Regions from separate parts of the Mus musculus genome. Here all the other regions are linked to region 1. Evidence: chromatin contacts called from public HiChIP or PLAC-seq and promoter capture Hi-C data. All regions are on one chromosome and are shown on one strand. Each heading gives the region's core, a stretch centred on a gene start, on an enhancer-like site or on the middle of the called end of the contact. The rest is flanking DNA. Distances are from core to core; before and after follow the strand shown. Region 1 holds the start of Zc3hav1l (zinc finger CCCH-type, antiviral 1-like). Region 2 holds the start of Akr1d1 (aldo-keto reductase family 1, member D1). Region 3 holds the start of Dgki (diacylglycerol kinase, iota). Region 4 has its middle 61 kb from the start of Gm33429. Region 5 has its middle 22 kb from the start of Gm33318.

Region 1 (2,700 bases), core at 25-2,524:
CTTTGGCTGAGTCGGGATCTCACCCATTTGGTTAGTCTAGCCAATTAGCTGCCCCTGTGGATCCTGCCACTGCCTACCAAGTGCTTGCATTACAAGTGGCCCCCACATCTTCCTGTATTTGTATAGGATCTGGGCATTCAAATTCCAGCCTCACACTTGTCTAGTAAGTGTTTTATCCACTGGGCTGTCTTCCCAGTCCATCTATTCTGTAACATACAGAATCAGTCTTATTAAACTTCTGGATACACTTGCTTACAACATCAGTGCCCTTGAAGTAAAATTCTTCCCTATCTCTATCTTGCTTGAACGTCTCTTCTCTCTGTGTGCATGTGGTTTTCATTCCTCTCTAACCCCTTTCTCAACTTGAATCTTTCTTTTTTCAGTTGTATCTTAGGTCGGCTTCTCTCAGAGGCAAACAGAGAAGGATTGTTTGAGAGCAGACCCTTTACAAGGTAATCCCAAGGAACCACTTCTCAGTTTACATTTTCGGCTGGGCTCCCTGGTAAGCAGATAAGGATTCCATGTAAACCGTTTCTTAGTAGGGAGGGAACACAGGGAAAGGCAGGTTCTACAGGAGCAACAGGGTTCTTTTCCATTAAGGAATCATAGCGACGAAACCATAGAATATCTCTCGACCACTCCGTAGAGGAATAATACGCTAGGAATTTGTCCATTGTTAGGAAGGAAAATCCTTTTAGGTTTAGTGGGTGTTTATGTATATTGTCACCAATTTGACAATAGGAAAAATGTTTATTTATAAGCTGACAGAGAAAAATCAACAATATCATGGCTCAATCCCATCTGAGGCATGGAGCTGATTGATCAGTATTATGGTGTGTGTTCAATAAACCATCCCTATCTGACTGAAATCGGGGTTTGTGTAAGCTCGTGGGGCGACTCATGGACCCCAACACTTAGGAAGTTTTTACCCACTGTGCTGGTTCCTTACTAGGTTTTTTGAGACAGGGTGTCATGTAGTCCAGGCTAGCCTCCAACTCCCCTTTGCAAAGGACGCTGGCCTTGATCTCGGCCTTTTCTTGCCCCCACCTCCCAGGTGCTAGCTAACATTCCAGGCGCGCGCCCCCAGGCTGGGAGAACCACTTCAGCAGTTTACATTCTTTGCAGCCCTCCCTGTTATCCGGTATCTGCCAGGAACCCAGGAGCCAGGAATGTTGCAGGGGCTCAGGCCCTGCCTTCTGAGGCCCGGCCCCCTACAGCTCGCAGGCTCCGGTCGGGGCCGCGGCGGGGAGGAGCCTGGAGGCCCCGGGCTGGCGGGGACGCGCTGGCGGGCCATGGCGGACCTCACTCTGTGCGCGTTCCTCACCAAGGTGCTGTGTGCTCACGGCGGCCGCATGTTCCTGCAGGACCTGCGCGGCCACGTGGAGCTGTCGGAGGCGAAGCTGCGGGCCGTGCTGCGGCGCGCGGGTCCAGAGCGCTTCCTGCTGCAGGAGGTGGAGCTGCGCGACGGCCCGTGGGACGCAGAGGCCGAGGTGGCGGCGGGCGAGGGCGCGGGCGCGGGCTCAGGCGGCGGCGCCACGGCCTGCAGGGTGATGGCCGTGTCCTCCGCGCGCCTCTGCGCCCGCTACCAGCGCGGGGAGTGTCAGGGCTGCGACCAGCTGCACTTGTGTCGCCGCCACATGCTGGGCAAGTGCCCCCACCGCGACTGCTGGTGAGGGGCGGAGTCCTCAGTGTCCAGCGGGGCAGTGGGTGCGGGCGGGCGGGATGCGCCTTCCGGATGCTTCTCGGCGAGCCTGGGTGGGATGGGACAAAGGCCTTCGCGCTGGCCGCCCTGTGCACCTAGTCGCCGAGAGAAATAATATGGAAGGTCTCTCCACTGAGGTTTATTATTCACCCCCCCCCCGCCCCCCAATTTGCTGTCCCTGTCCCAGGATGCTAGGATGTTCCACAACAGCAGCCCGGTTGAATCCGTGTTGCCACTTTTGAATTCACTTATGCCAAATGCCGCTTGAGGGACACCTGGGGGCTTTATGGCCCGCGGAACTTCTGTTCCCTTCTCTCCCTCCTTCCATAACCACAGCCCTTTCGCGCTTAAAAATCTGGTGTCCAATCGCAGGAAACTGGTGGCAGGATGGGGTGAGGGCATAGTGCTGCATAGCCCAAGCCCAGTGCTTTGCAGCAATCCGGGAAGCTTTCTAGTGCTTTCTTTGTAGTGTTGGTGGACAAAGAGAGGCCAGCAGCTGTTGTTGGCCTGAAGATTACGTTTTAGTCTTTACAAAAACAGATAAGTAATCTCAAAAAAGCCTGAGGGTAGGGTACTCACAGAACAGGGAAATGACCCCTGGAAGCTGAGTTGCCTCAATCCGAATTGTTTTATTAGTACTTGGGGAATTCACTTGTGAAGTGGAAATGCCCTAGGCAGAGTTAGACCCACCAGCCTCTTCCCTCTTCTTGACCCGGCCTCCTGACTGCTTTGAACTCTTCTAGGTCTACCTGTTCTCTGTCCCATGATATCCACACACCTATCAACGTCCAAGTCCTGAAAAGCCGGGGGCTTTTTGGCCTCAATGAAGGGCAGCTGCGAATCCTGCTTTTGCAGAACGACCCCTGCCTTTTCCCAGAGGTGAGTCCTTGAGAAGTCGCCATCCTACCATCAACTGTGGCAAGGCTTTCTCTCACTGATGTCTATCCCTCGATGTTTGTGTTCTTTTGTTGGGATAGGATCTTAAATAGCCCAGGATG
Region 2 (2,700 bases), core at 151-2,650, 770 kb after region 1:
CATCCTTGGAGCTCATTGGTCGGCCACTGTAGCAGCTAGTGAGCTCTAGGATCAGTGTAAGACCCTATCTTTAAAAAATAGCCAGCCCAACTTGAGACCCATCTCATGGTCAAGCACCAATCCCTGCCACTATTAATGATGCTCTATTATGCTTGCAGACAGGAATCTAGCACGGCTGTCTTCTGAGAGGCTCCACCCAGCAGCTAGCTCAGACAGATGCAGACATCCACAGTCAAACAGTAGGTGAAGCTTGGGGACTCTATGGAAGAACAGGAGAATCTGGAGTTCTAGGTCTTGACTAGACTGGCTGGCCAATGAGGAAATGGAATCTGCCTGTCATTCCCTACATAGAGCTAGAGTCAGAGGCACAAGCCACCATGCCTGGCTTTTTATGTGAGTGCCGGGGGAGTGGGGGTGGGGGATGGGGGGTGGGGAAGCGGTATGTGAATTCAGATCCTCACCTTTGTAAAGCAAACACTTCACCCACTGTGCCTCTCCCCAGCCTTAGGTCATGATCTGCATGTACGGAGAGTGGCTAATGGGCTGGATAGACAAGTCAGCTAACCTATAAAGGCTAACCTATAAAGGCTTGGAGCGTAAGGTAAGGAATGAGGGATTTGTAGTTGATGAGGAGTGGAAGTATGCATGATCACACATGGGCAGCATAAAGACCCCAGTGCCGCTCCTCTGACACCCTCAACTGGAGTTTGCTTCCCAGTCAACACAAAGACACCCTTGTTGCTTCACGATGTTCACCACCTTGAGAGTCAGCATTACCACAGGATCAAAGCAACTCAGGGAAACAACCATGCAGAAACTCTTCTGTGTGGTGATGGTGGTTCCTCTCCTTTCACTGTTTTCAGATATTAGGCATAGTTCTAGAACCAAACTCCACCTTCTCTGCTTCCACAGGTAAGGATGCCTACATAGCAAGACACTCTCTTCATACTGGAAGCTTCTATAGACTCATGCTTACAGATGAGTCTAGCCTGTAGCCAACAGACCACATCTGGACAAAGGTGACTATGAATGCATCTCTCCACAAACTCACAGACTTAAAATGTTGTGACTTTATTTTTACTCTTTGAAGCCTGTACTCTGTGGATGGTCACATAAAAATGTGGCCAGATAGAATTTGACTTCTGATTTAAAATCGGTTTAGGCAACATACACCACCACCACCAAACACACACACACACACACACACACACACACACACACGAATATATACATACCGGTCTAGGATCTGAGTAGGTTCCAAGCCCAATGAGTGGAATGTTGTTCCCATCACTTAGGGATATTTGGTGGTGTGCAGCGCTGAGGTTCATCGTAGAGAAGAATCTGAAGCTTCTGGGGTGATTCTGAACAGGGCAGAGGCACATTATTTGAAAAGGTGCCTATTGCATAAAAGAACTGAGCACTAGGAGGAGGAGCAGGGTGGGGAAAGATGATAGACAAACAGATTTCTCAATCTCTCTGAAAACTCTAGGCAGTTGTCGTAGTCAGGGTTTCTATTCCTGCACAAACATCATGACCAAGAGGCAAGTTAGGGAAAAAAGAGTTTATTCAGCTTACACTTCCATTGTGCTGTTCATCACCAAAGGAGGTCAAGGCTGGAACTCAAGCAGGTCAGGAAGCAGGAGCTGATGCAGAGGCCATGGAGGGATGTTCTTTACTGCCTTGCTTCCCCTGGCTTGCTCAGCCTGCTCTCTTATAGAACCAAGACTACCAGCCCAGAGATGGTGCCACCCACAAGGGGCCTTTCCCCCTTGATCACTAATTGAGAAAATGTCCCACAGCTGGATCTCATGGAGGCATTTCCTTAACTGAAGCTCCTTTCTCTGTGATAACTCCAGCCTGTGTCAAGTTGACACACAAACCAGCCAGTACGGCAGTGTTTTTTGTTGTTGTTATTTGTTTACTTGTTTTTTGTTTGGAACATCCTCAGAGGCCTGAAACTAGTAAACCTGTTGAAGGGTTATGCTTAGTGTCCTGCAAAGGAAAACAGTTTGTTCAAGAAAAGCAATCTACCTGGTTTCTGTCCGGGGGGGGGGGGGGATTTGTTGGCAAATAAGAGATTTACCCTCAATTTCCTTAAACGATAAAGAAATTAGCCCATATTGGGAGTGAGGTGATGGGGCTGGATCTCTAATGGTAAGAATCATGAGGCCATAGCTCTCATGCCTTCGTTGAGCCTAAATAACTCCCCAAACACCATTTTCTAGTATAGTAGTCTATTTATCTATGAGAGATATGTTTCCAAGGTCCACAACAGATGTCTGAAACTGCACATAGAGCTTACAGTTTCCTACACATCCGTACGTCACACTTTATCTTTTCACTTAAAGCAATCATTGTACAGTTTCCCTTTGACAGTTGAATGACCAGAACCAATGATCTCTTACTTTGAAGTCATGATAAATAATATTTACTTGAGTTTGAACATTCTGGCATTACAAGTGGCCCACTGGTGGTGGTAGACACATTGGCAAGCAGAGGCCGGGGAATCTCTTAAAGCCAGTCTGGTTTATAGAGCGAGTTCCAGGACAGACAGGTCTACACAGAGAAACCAGAAACAAAAAAGAAAAAGAAATGAAAGTTAACATTGCATTAATTAATCAGATGCCTAGGGTGGCTACGAAGTAACTAAGGGACCTATGGAGTCAGCCCTTTCCTTTCTGTAACAAAATTTCAGAGATA
Region 3 (2,700 bases), core at 27-2,526, 1.0 Mb after region 1:
TGTGTGTGTGTGTGTGTGTGTGTGTGTGTGTGTAGTGCTGATCCCCAACAGGTAGTCTTTTTCCCTTTCTCCCTGAAAAAGTCCCTGCCCTGTCTTATATAATGTACATGTGAGGGGAACTGCACACCGTGAGAGCTGGGCGAGGCTTGAGATTCCTTTGCTCAACCTCCTAATTTTAGGGCAAAAGAAGGCCATCTTTACTAGCACATACATCTACATAGGTAGTTTGGTTACTTGCACTTACTGTTGAGCATAGATCTTTCTCGCGTTTCCTGACAGCAGAGATTTCCTGGGTGAAAAACATCTAATTTAGAAAATGATCTGTCTTAAACACTTCGTTGCCCATCGTTCAAACCGCACAGATTTCAATAGTCTTAGAAACAAAAAACTGAGAGAGCAGACATTACATTCCTCCAGCGCATTAGGTTTCAGCCTTGGTGTCTGAACCGGTAGAAGCCCCTTCCTGGGCTAGCTCCTCCTGTCCTCTTCTTGTGAACCCTTAGCATAGGAACCCACAGCACGAGGCGCTCGGGTCCCCACTTCTGCTCTCAGCCTTCTGCTTCACCGAGGATCCTGTGATCCGATTCAATCTAATTAACAGCTGTTTAGGGAGCATCTTTAAGCTTTTAGAAGGCACCAAGCAAGGATCTAGGCGCGGGCGTTCATGGGTGAAGATGTCCCGACCGACCCTCTCCTTGAGAAGAAGAAGCGGGAGCTTAAATCTAGCCCCTTCCATAATTCACATGGTTAAAAAATTCCTCCCAAGGTTCCTCCAGATACACCCCACCACCCCGGCCTCCAAAGGTCCCCCACGTCTGGAGGTTACTGCTTGGCGCCAGCTCTGATGCTGCAAGAAGGTGACGGACAAAATGCTGCCTCGGGCATCTGTCATCAGTGGACTGGACTGAGATGTGCCCAGCAGCTCATCAGTGCTGAGTAGCTCCTGGGTCCGGGTCCGCTTCCCTTGTGCGCTAACCAGGGCGCGGCAACCCGGCTTGCCTCCAAGTTTCCCTGGGCACTCTCCTTTCTTGATGACCAGTGTTTGTCCCCAGCGTCCTAAGCCCCGCGGCTCCCACCCTTTCCCTCTCTCCTCCACTGCGATCCATTGCCTGCAGGCAGAGTTCAAGTTCAGTCCCGGCTTTTGCTCTGGATTTAGAAAAAGGAGAAGGGGTGGGAGAATTGGAGGGAGCCGGCTGGTCGGGCGAGGCCGAGGGGAGGCGGAGAGAGGTGGCCTCTGATTGGTTGGGGAGGGGGAGTGGAGGCACGGAGTTTCCCACAATGCCCCGGTGCGGTGCAGCCGCGGATGGATGCTGCGGGAAGGGGCTGCCATTTGCTGCCCCTGCCAGCGGCGCGCGGACCTGCCCGCGCTCCCGCCGCCTCCAGCGCCCTCAGCCCGACCGGCCTCTGCAGCGGCACCACCTCGGCTTCTTTCGCGGCCGCCGGAGCGGTCGCCATGAACCCCAGCTCCTCGGCGGGAGAGGAGAGAGGGGCGACGGGTGGCAGCAGCAGCAGCGGAAGCGGCGCCGGGAGCTGCTGCCTGGGCGCCGAGGGCGGCGCGGACCCGCGGGGTGCAGGGGCAGCGGCTGCTGCTGCCTTGGAGGAGCCCGCGGCCGCCGGACAGAAAGAGAAGGAAGAGGCGCTGGAGGAGAAGCTGAGGGACTTAACTTTCCGGAAGCAGGTCTCTTACAGGTAGGCGCGGGAGCTAGCGAGACAGGTGCCGCCCAGGGCGGGGGACACTTGCTCTAGCTCCAGAGAGGCACTTCTGTAGAGTTGGGGTTCAGTCTCTCTCTCTCTCTCTCTCTCTCTCTCTCTCTCTCTCTCTCTCTCTCTCTCTCTCTTCAACCTTCGTACCTCCGTGGTTTTGCTTCTATGTATGTCTGTCTATCTGTCTCTCTCTCCTGGGGATATGTTGTTCTCATCCTCTAATTCTGGGTTGAAGAGAAGAAGTGGGGTGCCCCAGCTTCTTCTCCCTGTAACACCCAGGGAGGGGTGCACTTGTAACAGAAGAGAACACTAAGGTCAGAACAAGATCAAAACCACATCTGTGAGTGTATGGGGTGCAAACCCAGACATGCCCAGTTAGAAGAGTTGCCAAAGTTGTCCCTAGGCTAGTGTCATCTCCACACTCCCCCATCCTTGCCGAGTTCACTGGGTGAGCCTTGGGCACTAACCGGATCGCTGAGATCTGTTCTGACAGGCAGCAAAGAATAAGCCATACAGAACAGAAATCCTTATGGGACGTTCTTGTCTGTTAAAGACTAGTGAGCTATGGGTCTCTTCTTGTAGGTATGTAAGTATGTCAGTGGGTGTTGGTGTTACATGCCTGTGTGTTCTCTCCCTCTCTCAGTGTGGACAGCCTACTCCCAGGCTTACCTCCCCCCAACCCCCTGCCCCCACCCCACCCCCACCCCCCGTCCCAGTGCTGGTGAGAAGAGATCACACTGGCACCTGAGGCTGGATGTGTCTTTGACACTAGGACAGTGTACGGTGAACGTCCACCCAATTACGCTTTATGAAGCCCCAATTGTGTGAGGATCCAAACCAAAGGGAAGATTTCATAGGTTCCTTACACTGCTCTCCCATTCCCAGGCACGAGAGACGGCGCCGAGACCACCCTCACTGGTGATTTTTAAAAGTTGAGGCCATAAGCAGAGTCTTGCTGGGTCTCAGAGTGATACTTGGAAAGGGGGGGGGGGCGGG
Region 4 (2,700 bases), core at 155-2,654, 710 kb after region 1:
GTCAGTGTGGAGAGCTGCTGTGTTACTCGGGTCCGCAGAGTCTCTGCTGTCTCTGTGTGTGAAATCTGACACTGTTCCCCGGGTGTGCATGAGCACTCTTTGTTCACAGCCCCTCCTCCACAGTGAAAAAAAAAAATCCTCCTAGCCCATGATATATAAATCATAAATAGACCTGTATGGTATTATAACTTGGATCTTGCCTCTGTTCCATTTGTTGTGATTTATGTCTGCTCTTCTTTTCCTCTTTATTATCTCCTTAATTGTAATCATTTTTTTTTGTTGTTGTTGTTCAGTTGCTCTGCATTTTATTTTGTTATTTCTCTTAGGAAAGTCTACTTGGCTTTAATAAGGGGAGCATCACTTAACTGAGAACAAATGAGAACATATAGCTTGAGCAGTATCTGATTTGTGAAAGAAATCTGTTGATAGAAGAGGCTCCAAGGTTTTCAGTTTGTAGTTATCATTTTTCTTGACTTGCTGGTTACACTGGGTTAATATTGTATTTAATACTGGATCACACACACACACACACACACACACACACACACACACACACGAAGAGAGAGAGAGAGAGAGAGAGAGAGAGAGAGAGAGAGAATATGACTAAGACTATCTGGAATTTTTGTTTTCCGGGGATTGTAGCTTTGAAACTGGTGACGTGAAGCGATTGCAAAGAGAGCTATAGCTATTTAGGGATGATATTTGGGCCCTGAAAACTCTACTCTGTGCTTTTCCCATGCGCAGGGTAGAATAAATTCACGAAGCTCCTTCACTGTTTCTTCTATAGAAGTGGCCACCATTCAGGGTTTCCTCCGTCCCTTTATAGATGCAAATGATCTGCTCAAATCATCTATACAAAGTGAAAAGGCCTCCTCAAATCCAATCCTTGAAGGAAATCTCCTTGAGAGTTAAATCTCAAACAAAGGAAGAATAGACCAGGGCTTATTTATCTTCTACTTGCTTTGGGGATTCCTAGGCAGATCGTACAGAAGTGAAGAAAAAAAGCTTAGGGCTATACAGTCTTTCCTCTGCTTTTCGTTTCTTCCTCCTCTGTGAAATGCAGTAGACAGGCTCGCCCAGAGGCAAGAGAGCCCAGCGGTTTCTAAACCTGAACTAGAGGGCAAAGCCTAGTAGTACTGTGAAGACCTTTGTTCTCCATTACGAGAAGATTAGAATCCAGAGGAAACTGTGTGAATGTGTGAGCGTAGGCAAATGAATAGTAATTTTTCCTTATGGGAGGCTTAGCAAGCAGGATGTAGAAGGCTTTCCTTTCGGAGATTATGAGAAATCAGACTTGAGAAGGATCTTTTCCCATATTCTGCCTCCTTTTGAGAAGAGGGCGTTTGTTATTCACAGTGCCCGAGCTAAAACAAAGATAGACTTGGGCTCCCCTAGTGGCCTCCCCTGACCTTTGCTCTTGAGAAATCCTCCCTTCCCCCATCAAAGGCAGCTAGCCTGCCAAGCACCAGTATTCTACAAAACCTCTCTTACCTTGTAAAAATGTATGTGTGAAGGGATTCAAACTCTACCTGGTAAAACTTTTGTTTATGCACAAGACCTGCTAAATCCCTGGAACGGATGGATTGGACAGTAGCCCGTCCCTCTCTTCTTTCCTTTGCTTCCTTCCTGCAGCTTTCCAAATTAGCCAATCAGAACTAGTCTGCGAGGTTGACCGCCCAATCGAAGAGAAATAACCAACTGTCGCTGCCGCCTTTCTCTAGGGATGACCATCAGGCTCCCGTGCTGGCCCTGTTCGGGATGTGATGCACTCTCTTTGCAAAAGGAAATCGCCTTGGAGTTACTTCCTCACTATTCATGTGATCCTTCCTGCAACATTGAGATTATTCTTTTCCAACACTCAGTCTTTCAGACTTTTAAAGTCAGATGAGGAGCCTTCTGGTCAGCGATGATGGAAATAGTGGTGTTCCTCCAGTTAGAGTGGAGAAAGAGAAGAGAAAAACTCTAAGAAACTGCCACGAGCAAATGAAGGAATTTGTGTACTGGGGTTGTCGTTATACTCATGATAAAATACTTCAGTAGACACATTTATGTCCTTAGGTCAGAGGACAGTTCTGTGCACTCAGTTCTTTCTTCTCTTTAAGTAAATTGCTGGCCTAAAAATGTTATTAAAAGCAACAATGGAGCAAAAAAGACTGGAAACAAATAAACATTTTGGAGAATATCATTCCCCAAATTGAGAAACAACGGAGGTTTTGCTTGTGAATCACTGGATATATCTATCCACGATCTTGCTCAGTATCATAACAATTTGCACATGCTTATATAATTTGAGCATGTTTTCATGTTACTGAGCATGCTTTTTCTAGAACCGATAATGCGACTGATAATATCGCCTCAGAACGGCTGGCATCCTGGTCGAGGATTACCAAACTCAATTTCTTCTTCCCTTCCTCTCCTTCCTCCTTTTCTGCTTATGCAGAAGATTAAAGCAAGGTGAAGGGGCCTGGGGCTGGGACAGGGGTGGGACCTGGTGCTGGGGCTGGGACAGGGTGGATCAGGGCCGGAACTAGGGGTCGGGGGTAGGACTTATAAAATACTAACATGTGTGAAAAACACATGATTATTAAATCAGCTTTGTCAATGAATTATATACAAATATACCATGGTCCTCCTACTAGATTTTTTTTTAATGGAGTAATAGGAAATTGAGTTTTGCATCATATCATGTGTGACATTTCT
Region 5 (2,700 bases), core at 89-2,588, 840 kb after region 1:
TCTTTGTGTTCTGGGCTCTGACTCAAGCCACCATGCTTGCATGCATGCACTTTACCAACAGAGCCATCTCTCCAGCCCTGGTTTTTAGTTTCTTAAAGTGAAACCTTAGATTGATTTTTGTCATCTTTCATATTTTCTTTGCATATATTTTGATGCTATATTTTCTTACTGTTGCTTTTACTGTATCCCCCATTTTTAAAAATAGGGTTTTTTTGTTTTGTTTTGTTTTGGTTTGGTTTGGTTTTTTGGTTTGGTTGTTTGGTTGGCTAGTTGGTTTTTTTATTGTTTTTGCTGCCATTGTTGCTTGAGACAGGGTGTCATTTAGATTAACCTTGAATTTATTATGTAGCTGAGACTGTCCTTGAATTTTTTTGTGTTTTTTGTTTGTTTGTTTTTGAGACAAGTTGTCTCTGTGTAACAGCCCTTGCTATTCTGGATATTCTAGAGCATGCTTTGTAGACCAGGCTGGCCTTGAACTCACAGAGATCCACCTGCATCTGCCTCCCAAGTGCTGGGATCACAGGCTTGTTCTGCTACCACCTGGCCTGTCCTTCAACTCTTGATTCTTCTACCTCCATCTCCTGAGTGCTGAGACTACAAGGAACCTACTGCAGAAGGCAGTTTCTCTGAGTAAAGCAGACAGCAGCACTAATCTATACACATAAATACAATTGTGCAGAAGACATCTGATGAGCACATCATATCCATTTAGGGAGGGAAAAGGACGCCTATACTATGGTCTCCGACCTTCTCAACCATGGACTTTTGACCAGGTTTATAGTACCAGATGCAGAGTGGACCCCAAACCTCTTAATAGCGTTCTCACGCCCGGCCAGGAAAGACGCAACAAACCAAAATCTTCTGCGGCAAAACTTTATTGCTTACATCTTTGGGAGCCAGGAGGGCAAGCGCCCAGCGCCCAGCCCCAAAAACGAAAGCCCCTTCAATTACATCTTTAGGAGCCAGAGCTCCGGCGCGCGCGCTCTATTGTTTACATCTTTAGGCAGCGAGCGAGCGCAGGGCGCGCAGAGCCAGAGAGATGCCAGCGAGAGAGAATGGCGGAAACCCCGTCCCCTTTTTTAGGAGAGTTATATTTCGCCTAGGACGCATCACTCCCTGATTGGCTGCAGCCCATGGCCGAGCTGACGTTCACGGGAAAGGTAGAGTACAAGTAGTCATAAAATACCCTTGGCTCATGCGCAGATTATTTGTTTACCACTTAGAACACAGGATGTCAGCGCCATCTTGTGACGGCGAATGTGGGGGCGGCTCCCAACACAAACCCAATCTGAAAGCAAGTGTATACCTCTTTAACTGTGAAGCCACTACTGTTCCACTGAACACATCTTGAGTGGCTGGTCATCATTGCTGCACACAGGCTCCATCTACAGTTGAGTAAGACCATTGACGACGCTTTCCTCTTGCAGTGGGTTCAGCTTTGTCTAGCATAGTTAGGGCTCTCCAGCAGGGAGGAGACTTCCAGCCCAGTTCTAGCTTAATTTCTCCATGCCCTGTCACCAGAACATTTGATGTCTTCAGGGATAAGGTCTTGCCAACAGCAGTTTTGGTTGCCCACCAGAACTAGAAGGGAACCAGCCCTCAGTTGTTGGGATACTTTTTGTTCTTGTTTTATTTGTTCCTTGAGAAGGTCTTGGTATATAGCTTTGGCTATCCTTGGCCTTAAACTGATTCTCCTGGCTCAACCTGCTCAGTACTAGGAAGGACTATGGGCAAGTATTACTATGCCCAGTTTGTATTAAGCAAATGTTGGTGAGTTATAGTTACCTCTCTTGTGACATCATTGACTCACATTTACTTAGAATTATGCCCTTTAATCTCAAGTATTTTATGGAGTTTCTCAGTTTTCCATTATTGTTTTCTAGTTTATTCCCATTTCCATTTGTGAGCTTTGTATAATTTTTATTTAAGTGCAGAAGTGCAGGCCTTTAATCCTAGCACTAAGGACACAGGTGAATAGATCTCTGAGTCTGAGGTTAGCCTATCTACATTCCAGGTTTCACACAAGCCACAGCCATGAAGTATGAGACCCTGTTTCAATTTTTTTTACTTATTTTTATCTGTGAGTGTTTATATATGAGTGTCTGCCTGAATGTTTCTACGTATGTATACCACATGCATGCCTGATGCCCACAAAGGCCAGAAGAGAATGTCAGAACTAGAACTGGAACTAGAGTTACAAGTGGTTGTGAGCCACTGTGTGGGTGCTGGAAAACTAGGCTAGAAAAAGCAGCCTCATGGTGGCATCTCTCCAGCCCTATTTAGGATATTTGAAGTGTGTTTGTGTGGTCCAGGGTATGAATTACAATGCTGATTGTTTTGGATGAGCTTGAAATAAATCTTTATTGTTGGATGTCATACTCTATAGGTACCAGTTGCATCCAGTTGGTTGACAGTGTTATTCAGTTCAACTGTGTCTTTCACAATTTTCTACCTACTGAACCTGCCAATTACTAGTAGAATGGGGTTGGGATTTTCAACGATAATAGTAGAGTCTACTATTGCAGTTTCTGCAGCCCAGTTAACAGGTTTTGGTCTGTAGGCCATTGGACAGTGACTCAGAGCTAGGACAGATCTGTGTCACCCCTGACCCCCTTAGGTGAGCTGGAAATGCTAGAGAAGAAGAATTCAGATGGTCTTCTTATCTCCGTGATGGGACCTATAGTCCATGCAATGGAGACA

The links. Promoter capture Hi-C pulls out the DNA fragments that hold promoters and counts their contacts. HiChIP or PLAC-seq counts read pairs in DNA pulled down with a chosen protein or histone mark.
Region 2: a contact with region 1 is called in a promoter capture Hi-C map of embryonic stem cells, with 4 times the contacts expected there. The contact joins the promoter of Akr1d1 here to the promoter of Zc3hav1l in region 1. A contact is called at or near these places in 5 of 39 promoter capture datasets (embryonic stem cells, frontonasal cranial neural crest, liver and 1 more).
Region 3: a promoter capture Hi-C map of hippocampal neurons shows a contact between it and region 1, with 2.2 times the contacts expected there. The contact joins the promoter of Dgki here to the promoter of Zc3hav1l in region 1. A contact is called at or near these places in 4 of 39 promoter capture datasets (the 3T3-L1 cell line, hippocampal neurons, liver and 1 more).
Region 4: a contact with region 1 is called in an H3K27ac HiChIP or PLAC-seq map of extraembryonic endoderm stem cells, with 3 times the contacts expected there. The contact joins the enhancer-like site here to the promoter of Zc3hav1l in region 1. A contact is called at or near these places in 7 of 39 promoter capture datasets (3T3-L1-derived adipocytes, cranial neural crest, embryonic stem cells and 4 more), 1 of 484 Hi-C or Micro-C datasets (large pre-B cells) and 3 of 115 datasets of contacts at active chromatin or transcription factors (differentiating embryonic stem cells, extraembryonic endoderm stem cells and large pre-B cells).
Region 5: a promoter capture Hi-C map of hippocampal neurons shows a contact between it and region 1, with 4 times the contacts expected there. The contact joins the enhancer-like site here to the promoter of Zc3hav1l in region 1. A contact is called at or near these places in 8 of 39 promoter capture datasets (the 3T3-L1 cell line, embryonic stem cells, hippocampal neurons and 3 more), 2 of 115 datasets of contacts at active chromatin or transcription factors (both in embryonic stem cells) and 1 of 9 other capture datasets (embryonic stem cells).

The regions. Positions count from the first base shown.
Region 1 is chr6:38,297,833-38,300,532 of GRCm38.p6, reverse strand. It overlaps Zc3hav1l (zinc finger CCCH-type, antiviral 1-like), which reads left to right and starts at 1,274. Exons shown (of 4, transcript NM_172467.3): 1 at 1,274-1,669; 2 at 2,446-2,581. The coding sequence starts at 1,293.
Region 2 is chr6:37,528,873-37,531,572 of GRCm38.p6, reverse strand. It overlaps Akr1d1 (aldo-keto reductase family 1, member D1), which reads right to left and starts at 1,400. Exons shown (of 9, transcript NM_145364.2): 1 at 1,236-1,400. The coding sequence starts at 1,328. It overlaps Gm33429 (a long non-coding RNA gene), which reads left to right and starts at 170. Exons shown (of 4, transcript XR_868980.3): 1 at 170-393; 2 at 503-1,019.
Region 3 is chr6:37,298,552-37,301,251 of GRCm38.p6, reverse strand. Dgki (diacylglycerol kinase, iota) reads left to right here and starts at 1,276. Exons shown (of 34, transcript NM_001081206.2): 1 at 1,276-1,689. The coding sequence starts at 1,304.
Region 4 is chr6:37,591,270-37,593,969 of GRCm38.p6, reverse strand. No RefSeq gene overlaps it. Among named protein-coding and RNA genes, the nearest start is that of Gm33429, 61 kb to the right of the region's middle. Within about 2 kb of position 1,404, at least 120 of the 459 cell types and tissues checked have an H3K27ac peak or open chromatin away from gene starts, as enhancers often do. A contact at or near this core is called in 3T3-L1-derived adipocytes, embryonic stem cells, extraembryonic endoderm stem cells and 1 more, where this site is marked.
Region 5 is chr6:37,462,724-37,465,423 of GRCm38.p6, reverse strand. No RefSeq gene overlaps it. Among named protein-coding and RNA genes, the nearest start is that of Gm33318, 22 kb to the right of the region's middle. Within about 2 kb of position 1,338, at least 160 of the 459 cell types and tissues checked have an H3K27ac peak or open chromatin away from gene starts, as enhancers often do. A contact at or near this core is called in hippocampal neurons and stem cell-derived epiblast-like cells, where this site is marked.